Linked DNA regions of Acanthopagrus latus: region 1 is linked to region 2. A link is a contact called in public Hi-C data. All regions are on one chromosome and are shown on one strand. Each heading gives the region's core, a stretch centred on a gene start, on an enhancer-like site or on the middle of the called end of the contact. The rest is flanking DNA. Distances are from core to core; before and after follow the strand shown. Region 1 holds the start of pdpr (pyruvate dehydrogenase phosphatase regulatory subunit, mitochondrial). Region 2 holds the start of glo1 (lactoylglutathione lyase).

The links. A called contact is a pair of places that touch in the nucleus more often than the background predicts.
Region 1: a contact with region 2 is called in a Hi-C map of muscle, with 2.9 times the contacts expected there. The contact joins the promoter of pdpr here to the promoter of glo1 in region 2. A contact is called at or near these places in 2 of 4 Hi-C or Micro-C datasets (both in muscle).

What each region holds. Positions count from the first base shown.
Region 1 is chr4:2,618,960-2,623,195 of fAcaLat1.1, reverse strand. It overlaps pdpr (pyruvate dehydrogenase phosphatase regulatory subunit, mitochondrial), which reads right to left and starts at 2,518. Exons shown (of 18, transcript XM_037094935.1): 1 at 2,383-2,518; 2 at 1,420-1,693; 3 at 1,055-1,188; 4 at 508-589; 5 at 68-231. The coding sequence starts at 1,682.
Region 2 is chr4:2,475,754-2,479,763 of fAcaLat1.1, reverse strand. glo1 (lactoylglutathione lyase) reads left to right here and starts at 2,690. Exons shown (of 6, transcript XM_037096726.1): 1 at 2,690-2,865. The coding sequence starts at 2,797. It overlaps eprs1 (bifunctional glutamate/proline--tRNA ligase), which reads left to right. Exons shown (of 35, transcript XM_037094983.1): 33 at 17-95; 34 at 186-250; 35 at 441-1,506. The coding sequence ends at 591.

The DNA.
Region 1 (4,236 bases), core at 1,269-3,768, 140 kb before region 2:
TGTCAAAGTATGTTGGTACGATAGTACATTAATGTTCAGTCAGAAGTTGCGAGTTTGAGTCTCTTACCATGTCCAGCAGCAGCCACAGCCAGGGCGTGGTTAACATCAGGTGGAGAGACCACAGCGTCTGCAGGCAGGTGGAGTGCCCCCACCAGGTCATGAATGTTGACAAGAGGATGGAGTTTGGCTATTTCTTTAGGCTTAATGATGTTACAGCTGATCCCCATCACCCTTACCATTTGGTGAAAAAGATAAAGATGAAGGCCAGAGTTAATACTCAAAATGCCCTGTGTATAAACTGTTTCCACAACTCTGAACCTTTTTATCTGAATAAACCAGAGATGAAATGTACAGACACATAATAAAAGTAAGCCTTCTAAGTTGATATGTTTGAGCTATGACCTTGCAGAATCATGCCACCACCAGGCACAAATGAACGTCCTGCAGTGGCCAACTCAGAGTCAATGTATATTTTATAAATATCAAAGTAAGGTTTCCAGGTCTTACTTCAGTCGGGATGCCAGCCGCTTCAGAGAGATGAAGCGATCCTGATTTTGGGCCAGACACAAAGACCCCGTCTTTACATACCCTGAAACACATTCGCAAACCACATATTATGTGACTCAGCAGATCTCAAACTGCTCAAAGCTAAAATACAGAGTAAAGCCATAACAACACTCTAGGGGAGTTATCATTCTAGATTTGTAAAAAGACAAAACATATGGGAGGTATTCAGCGAGGCAAATCTCGTGATACCTTGACTAGCAGTGCATGTCGTGCAAATGATTAAGCTGCCTTACTGTATGATTTACAGCACTAAAATTGTTATGACCATGACGCAATGGTTTGCTTTACTGCCTGAATATCCCCTGGGGAGATAAAATTAGAAATGGTAATAGAATAGATCATTAATCTGCATCTGGAAAAATTTCTTTGAAAGTTTCTCAGCAGTAAGGATACAAGTAGTAGTCATATCGAAAAAACAGTCGTCTTCATGAATAGCATCAGAATAAGTGAAATACAAATGAAAGCAAAATATGTTCCAGTGGCTGACCTGTTTTGACCCCAGTCTGTTCCTCCAGCTGCTGGTAAAGGCTATTGGAGTAGTTTGCCATTTGACACTCAATGGAAATAGGCTTGGCCACACTGACAATGCCAGCACATAGTCTGGTTGTTCCTGCACCAAGTCTGCCAACAAGATAACGGGGCAAGCAATACAGCATTAGCAAAGCAATATCCAATCAACATCTCTTTTTTCACTGAGCCTCCTCTGACTCCAAATGTAGAAACGGCCTTTATTTGTCCAAAAAACAGGGAAGTCACAAGTCAGGGTTGGTGGCTGAGCAGACACTGCTGTGCTTGAGAGGATTCACAACATGTCAGTCATTCCTGGTAAATGAATTAAACACATAATCTCACCTGCCCTGCTCCAGCAGCACTATATCAGTCCAGCCCATTTTGGCCAGGTGGTAGGCGACTGATGTCCCCACAACACCCCCTCCACATATCACCACACGGGCCTGGCTGGGCAGTGGGAGCAGCTGGGAGTCTCCACTGACAGCCATACAGTGGGGGGTGGTCCAGAGGCTCCTGCCAGCTAATCTGTAGCCCGTCTGGGGGTGCAGCAGCCGGGGGAGCAGGACAGGGGACAGAGCCCTGGAGCTCCGCACACAGCTGCACATAGCTGTGCTTCCTGCAGCCATAAACACACAAACAGATGCACAACCTCACCTACGGGTCATGTATGTATTCAAGAATTCAAGGTTACTACAGGATAGGTAAAATGTCAACACCAACACATCTAATTTCTATAAGATTTCAAGATGACAAAGTGCTGTCCTTTCTTCGGCTTTAGTTTAATTGGGTCTACGAATGCAATTCAGCAAGTTTCTGTAAAGTCGTTATGCACAATATTCAACACTTTGCAACGAAGACGGGGCCTAGTAAGCCAGCAAGGTTATCTCACAAAAGTCCTTCGGCGGTCAATTATATTATATATAACCTGGCGTTCCATACTTGTTAGCTCTTAAGCATCGCCGCAGTTAACAGTTAACGCTGGACCTTTAGCAACATAGCTAGCTTTAACGTTGGGTTATAATGCGTTAGTACCTTTGTAAACCACCCTCAAACTTTATCTTTGGGGTCAACAGCTTGAACAGAACTGTACTTTTCCAAAGTTCCGCAAAGGTTTGGTGACATTTCGTGTCTTTCGAGTTTCTCAAGTTAAAGGTGCCGTTGGTGGTAGAAGCAGCTAGCCTGCGTAGCTTAAGCTATCAGTAAGCTAGCTACTGTAAATGTTTTCTGACTTCTGCCGGGAAACCGCCTTCGCAAACTTTTCCTCCGTGGTTCTTCTTTCATTGTTTACAGCGACGTGCAACTCACCGAATCAACCGAGTCCAGGCGTCGTGGTATTTAAAGGACAGAAGTGAATACCAGTGACTGAGTGATATGACAGAAAGTCTTGTTTGGCTACAGCAGTCAGTACCAATGTCAAACTAACGTCAATCACAACAGGCACTTCCGGTCCAAACCTTCAAAGTAAGGTCCTTTTGACTGTAATGTAGGATAGTAGAATGTAGGATCACCTCACAGTCAATTAACGTGTGGTGAATACATTCACTGATCTAGTTTGAATTAGAAACACTTCTCACTTCACTAGCCTGATTTGAATTCATACGTTAATGTCATACATTTAAAGAGGTTTAAACTAATACATGATGCACTCATGATGACTCTATGTCCTAAAGTTGTAGGCCTTTTTGAGATTAAGTGGGCCTATTTTCTGTTTGCATCATATTCTATGTGCCACTATACAATTCTCTCATTCATCTTTTAAAGCCAGTTTACCAAATTTTGAACAAAACTTTATTTTGACATATCTATGGAAAATTGGGACCTCCTCAATTATTTGACTGATCTCTTCAGGTGATTATACAGTTACAGAGACTCTTGGGGTTAACCTTGTCCTCTAGTTGCTGATGTTAATGTAAGTCTAGTTGATATATATAGTTTACTGGTATTTTATTGTAAGAAATGTACCAATGGAAAACTTCTTATAATTAGTGGAGCCCAACAGGCCAAAAGGTATTCTCGCCAAACCACTCTCAGAACTAAGGCTAGAGTCCAGGTGATGACGAGAGTTTCTCAATTTTTCAAACACTTGTTGACAAGTATCTAAACTGGGAGGATAATAATATGGAAGGAAGAAGAAATACACTTTAAAAATATATTTACAAAAATGTTTTGAACTAGGCTTGGTCCTTATTAAGAGACGATTAAGAGCAAATATAACATTTACACAAAAAAACAGTATTTTTAATAGATCTTCAATTATTCTCTTGCAGTTTGCCTGAGAGGTATTTCCTTCAAGTTAAGTGGACAAACTGAGCTTCATCAGTAACCATATATCAAAGAATGCTACCAAAGAAGAATTGACATGCTTCAAAACAACAATATGTAGTAGTGGTGACATTAGGTTGGGAATGTGGAGATAGATCAGTGGGTTTATTAGTGTTTTTTCAGTCAGGCATGTGTAGGACTGACCACTGAGGGGCAGCAGAGGACAGCTGGTACTGGTGTGTGTGTGTGTGTGTGTGTGTGTGTGTGTGTGTGTGTGTGTGTGTGTGTGTGTGTGTGTGTGTGTGTGTGTGTGTGTGTGTGTGTGTGTGTGTTGTTTGTGCAGAGATTATTTTGAGTGTTTCAGTGATTTTTTTTTTTTTTTTGTCAAGATGTCAAGTTGCCTGTTGTCTGAGGTAAAGACACATCATGGCAGATTCCACTTGACATCATATTTGTAACAGGTTCTCAGTTGTTAATAATATACATTTTAGTAGCCTTACCATTTTGCCATGTTTGTGCCATATTTGAAGAAATTCCCTCAGGATGTGCTTGAGATATCACGTTCAGAAAGACTGGATGGACAGAAGGCAAGCCACGGTAATCGCCAGTACAGAAGCATAATAATGATAATGTTTCACATAAAATTATTATAAAGGTTTAAACAGTTGCCACTAATTGTTTTTATTCATTTGTCATTTAGAGGTAATTTGTGAAAGCAATTTAAGTCGATTATGAGACCAAGTTTTTGGTGTCATCAGGTTGAAAAAATGGGTTGTTTTAGGTATTCATTAGGTAAACCGCTCCAATGGACCTCTGACCTCTGACCTGCTGGATCAGTCCAGTTCATGATCCCTAAATATATCATAAAGATCATATAAAATATCTAACAGTGACAAA
Region 2 (4,010 bases), core at 1,441-3,940:
GTTATCTGTTGATCAGAGCTTCAGATGACTTGAAATCTAACATGTTGGCTGCGGACACAATGGAACAGTTCCAGAAAGAGTTGGACCAGGGAAAGGTGAGTAACATAACCCACACAGTGCAACACAATTCGTTATCTGTCCTCACTTGAATAAATGATTGATGATACATTTGTCCTGCTTGACAGATTGTCCAGATCCCGTTCTGTGGAGGAATTCAGTGCGAGGAATGGATCAAGAAAACCACTGCCAAGTACGTGTGACAGGTCATTCTATGACATGGTAGTTAGTGCTTTGATAGAACAAATAAGATGTTGTGCGTCCTAAATTTGATGCAGACTAGGTTCGTAAGTATTAGTTATTCTTGCCCAGTTTTCCCTGATTTTGCCTTGAGTGCTGTGATTTCAGCCAGTAAAGACATTGTTGTGCTTTTGCCCCTGTAGGGACCAGGACCTGGAGCCTGGAGCTCCGTCCATGGGAGCCAAGAGCCTCTGTATCCCCTTCTCTCCCCTGAAGACGCTGCAGCCTGGTCAGATGTGTGTCAGTGGCAAAGAGCCGGCTCAGTACTACACCCTGTTTGGACGCAGTTACTAAAGACCTGCCCTGCCAGAGCACGAGGATGAACATCGCAGTGAAAAAGGGCTTCAGTACATTTTCTCATCTATTTCTTGTTGTCTGATCTGTTGTGGGTGTCTAGGTTAATATGGGTGTGGAGGTGACTGCACTGTGGGAATAGGAATATATTTTTTTTTTCTAACATACGTTAACATTGTTATAATGCATCTGAAGAAAGTTGAGGTGAAAGAAATAATTTTCTTCTTCTGTTACTTTTATATTCTGTTGAAATGAAAATGTTTGTAGTGCTGCTTACTTTGTGAAGGCCATGTCAAAGAACACTCACTCTCCAGCTGTGTGTTGTGTTAGGATGTGAAATGCCACCAGAAACCAGGCAAGTATTAAATCTTTGCCATGTCTGGTAGGTGATGAGTCATCTTTCGGAGTCCTTTCAAAACATGGAAAGTAAAATGGTAAAAGCAGCTGGTTCTAACATGGAAACCACTTCTGAATTAAAACATTTATTTACCCCATGCTTAACACTTTGAAGAAGGAAAAAAAATCTGATTTACATATTTTTAAGTTTCTGTCAGTTATGAATTTAGTTGGTTTGGGCCTTTTTGAAATCAGGAAAGCCTCCAAAAAAGCAAATATCAATGAAAGTATAGAGGATGAAGTACTCCTTGCCCGCTGGAAGTCCCATCTCTGGCAGCCAAACTGTCTCAGGAACTCTGCAGGTCCTCAGGCTTGTAGTTGGTATGTTATTATCAGCCCTCCTCTCTCTGTATTATTAGTGGCTAGTGGTTCACAGCTTAGTACGAATTCCTGGGAGCCGACTGTTGATGGCTTTGATGAGCTGTGTACACTTAATAGCCTGTAATATGGCCTTCTGTCACTTCTCTCCCATTAAAGAACTCTCCAACTTGTCTAAAATAAAGTCATTTCCATGGCCAACTGTCCCGTGTTGTTTCTGTACCCTTAAACACATAGAACTGAAACGCATTTACCAAACAACACAACCAAGTGTCATACTGAACACTCTGATATGACTTAATACAGTGTCACTGTATAGGTGTAACAAAAAACCCAGTAACTGTGGTGCATTAGGCCAAATTCCTTGGTTACATAATATTGAACAAAGTATTTCCAAAAAAAGGAAAAAAAGGGGCTGCCTGTCTTTATTTTCAAAATAAAACTTTGGGTGTGCGGCTGATTAACTTGCGTTCCAGTTTAAGTGCAGTGCACAAAAATCTTTTCCCAACATGTCCTCGTATGCAGTCGCTTCTAAAAGCAGAGTTTGTTCACAAGATTCTTTGAGGTGGATACATGTGAAAATTACAGCCTGAAAACAGGAAGAGGCTGATAAAATGATGGTGGTCCTCTGCATTAAGTCTTACTTCATTATATAGTGAGGTAGAAGTAGAGGGGTTTGAGGATGGATGAAAGATGTTGAATCTTTAAATTATGCCCGACCATTGGTGTCAGGATAATTTACCAATCAGGCTTAGATTTTTAGATTTTAACCCACTGTGTACCATTCACAGCAGAGCCAGTTCTAGACCAATTTTAATAAGGGGGCTAGGTTGGGGCCGGCTTTATTGATAGAGGGCCACACACAACCTGGGAAAAAAAGAGTAATCTTTCATACAGACAAGGGATGAATGGGGCTTAAAACACTTTATTTACACCTTTTCCTTCAGTGCAAAATCATTGCAAGAAATCTGTCATTGTATTATTGATGCAGACTCCCTGTCGGGAGGGGCCACCGGCACCAATTCACAACATATCACAGTACATCCTAAATGATGCTGGATGTTAGTGCTAGTCTTATGAAGGTGTTTTGCTCAGTCACCATAGAAAATTAAGCGTTCTCATAGTGGTAGGCTGATTAAATATATTTCTGTTTATATTACTGTTTGCTGTTATGATCATCTGTAGTGGATTTATTCATGGCTGTCTATTCTTGCTGTTGATATATTTCTCCAAGTGGATCATTAAAGCTTAATGAAGTGTAATCCTGTAATTAATAACCAGTTTTTTTTTTGTTGTTTTACATGCAACATCAATCTTAATAGTAAAGTGGCCACCAGTGTTGTCTTGTAATCCTTGCACGCGATGCGCCTTTACTTTGAAAATCCCAGTACCGGAAGTGTCTCCATGTAAGACTCCCTCAGTTTGGGTCCCACTCCCTGTCAGTCCACCCGGCCGAGTCGCGGTCCTGCTGTACGCTGTCTGTAAGCTAAAATGAGCGACAAGGGTCTGTCAGACGAGGCGGCCGCGGCAGCTTGTAAAGATGGATGTCCGAGTACGAAGGTAAGGCTGTTGAACTTGAGCTAAACTGTTAGCATACACTGTTAAACCCGACGGGCCACCGTCCCCCAGGCAGGTTCACAAGCTATGCGTCCATTATCGAGACACGCAGGTACATTAGTTCATTAGGTTTAACATGCTAATCACCAGACACTTTATACGTGAGATAATTATGTCACCACACCCGCCACATAATTATCTCACGTATCAAGTGTATGTTGTTTTTTTGCTAGCGGTTGGTGTAAGCTAGCAAACTCTCAGTCCAACTTTGTGGCGTGGAAATAAACTCAGTCCAAAGTTGGTGCGGTGAACGCCTACGTAGAGGAAGTAACGTAAGAAGTGTAGGTAAGTTAGCGTCAGGTATGTTAGGCGCGGTCACACCTGAGATACACGCCGCTGCGAGACTGGAAGAGGCTAATGTGGGCAGTGGTGCAAGCATAAGCTGCTGGAGCTAACATGTCCAGCAGGCTAACACAAGCACAGACCGACACAACATTCCCTCTGTGCTACTGCTGTGTGTAAATATATGCATGCATTTCTGAGTAATACATTGTTATGTAATAGTGGATGTATAGACATCTCTCACACCTGTCTTGCAGCATGATTTCTGCTGTTTGTCTGCACAAAGTTTTCCACGTTCTCACAGATACTGACTAAAGGCCTGTTTAGCTTTTGAGGCTCTGCCAAAAGTCATGAATGTGCTTACAAAATGGGTTATGCTGCATCAGAGTGAATGTCTGTGGATGTGTGATATATATGTTGGTCTATCAAAATCCTTTATAGACACTATATTGTTCAATAATGCAGAAAAAAGGATGTGTGGGGTCTTTTTAATTGTTGAATTCCAAGTAAAATCAACTGTTTCAATGCACTGATGTCGTTTTGGACGCTAAATTTTCTTGTTAAACCGAACAATATTCTACCTTGTTATCTAGTGTTTGATAACCATATCATGGTTATGAAGGATTGTTGCAAAAAATGTGCTGTGTGTTTATTTAATTAGGCTCAGGCCCCTTTAATCCAGTATTAGTCAGGCTCAGTTTTTTGTTCAGTTAAAACCTGGCATGGTTGGAGGAAGGGCACAGGAAAGGGGAACCAGCAGTCGCCACAGAGATAACTCCCAGTTGTGAAACACACACACACACACA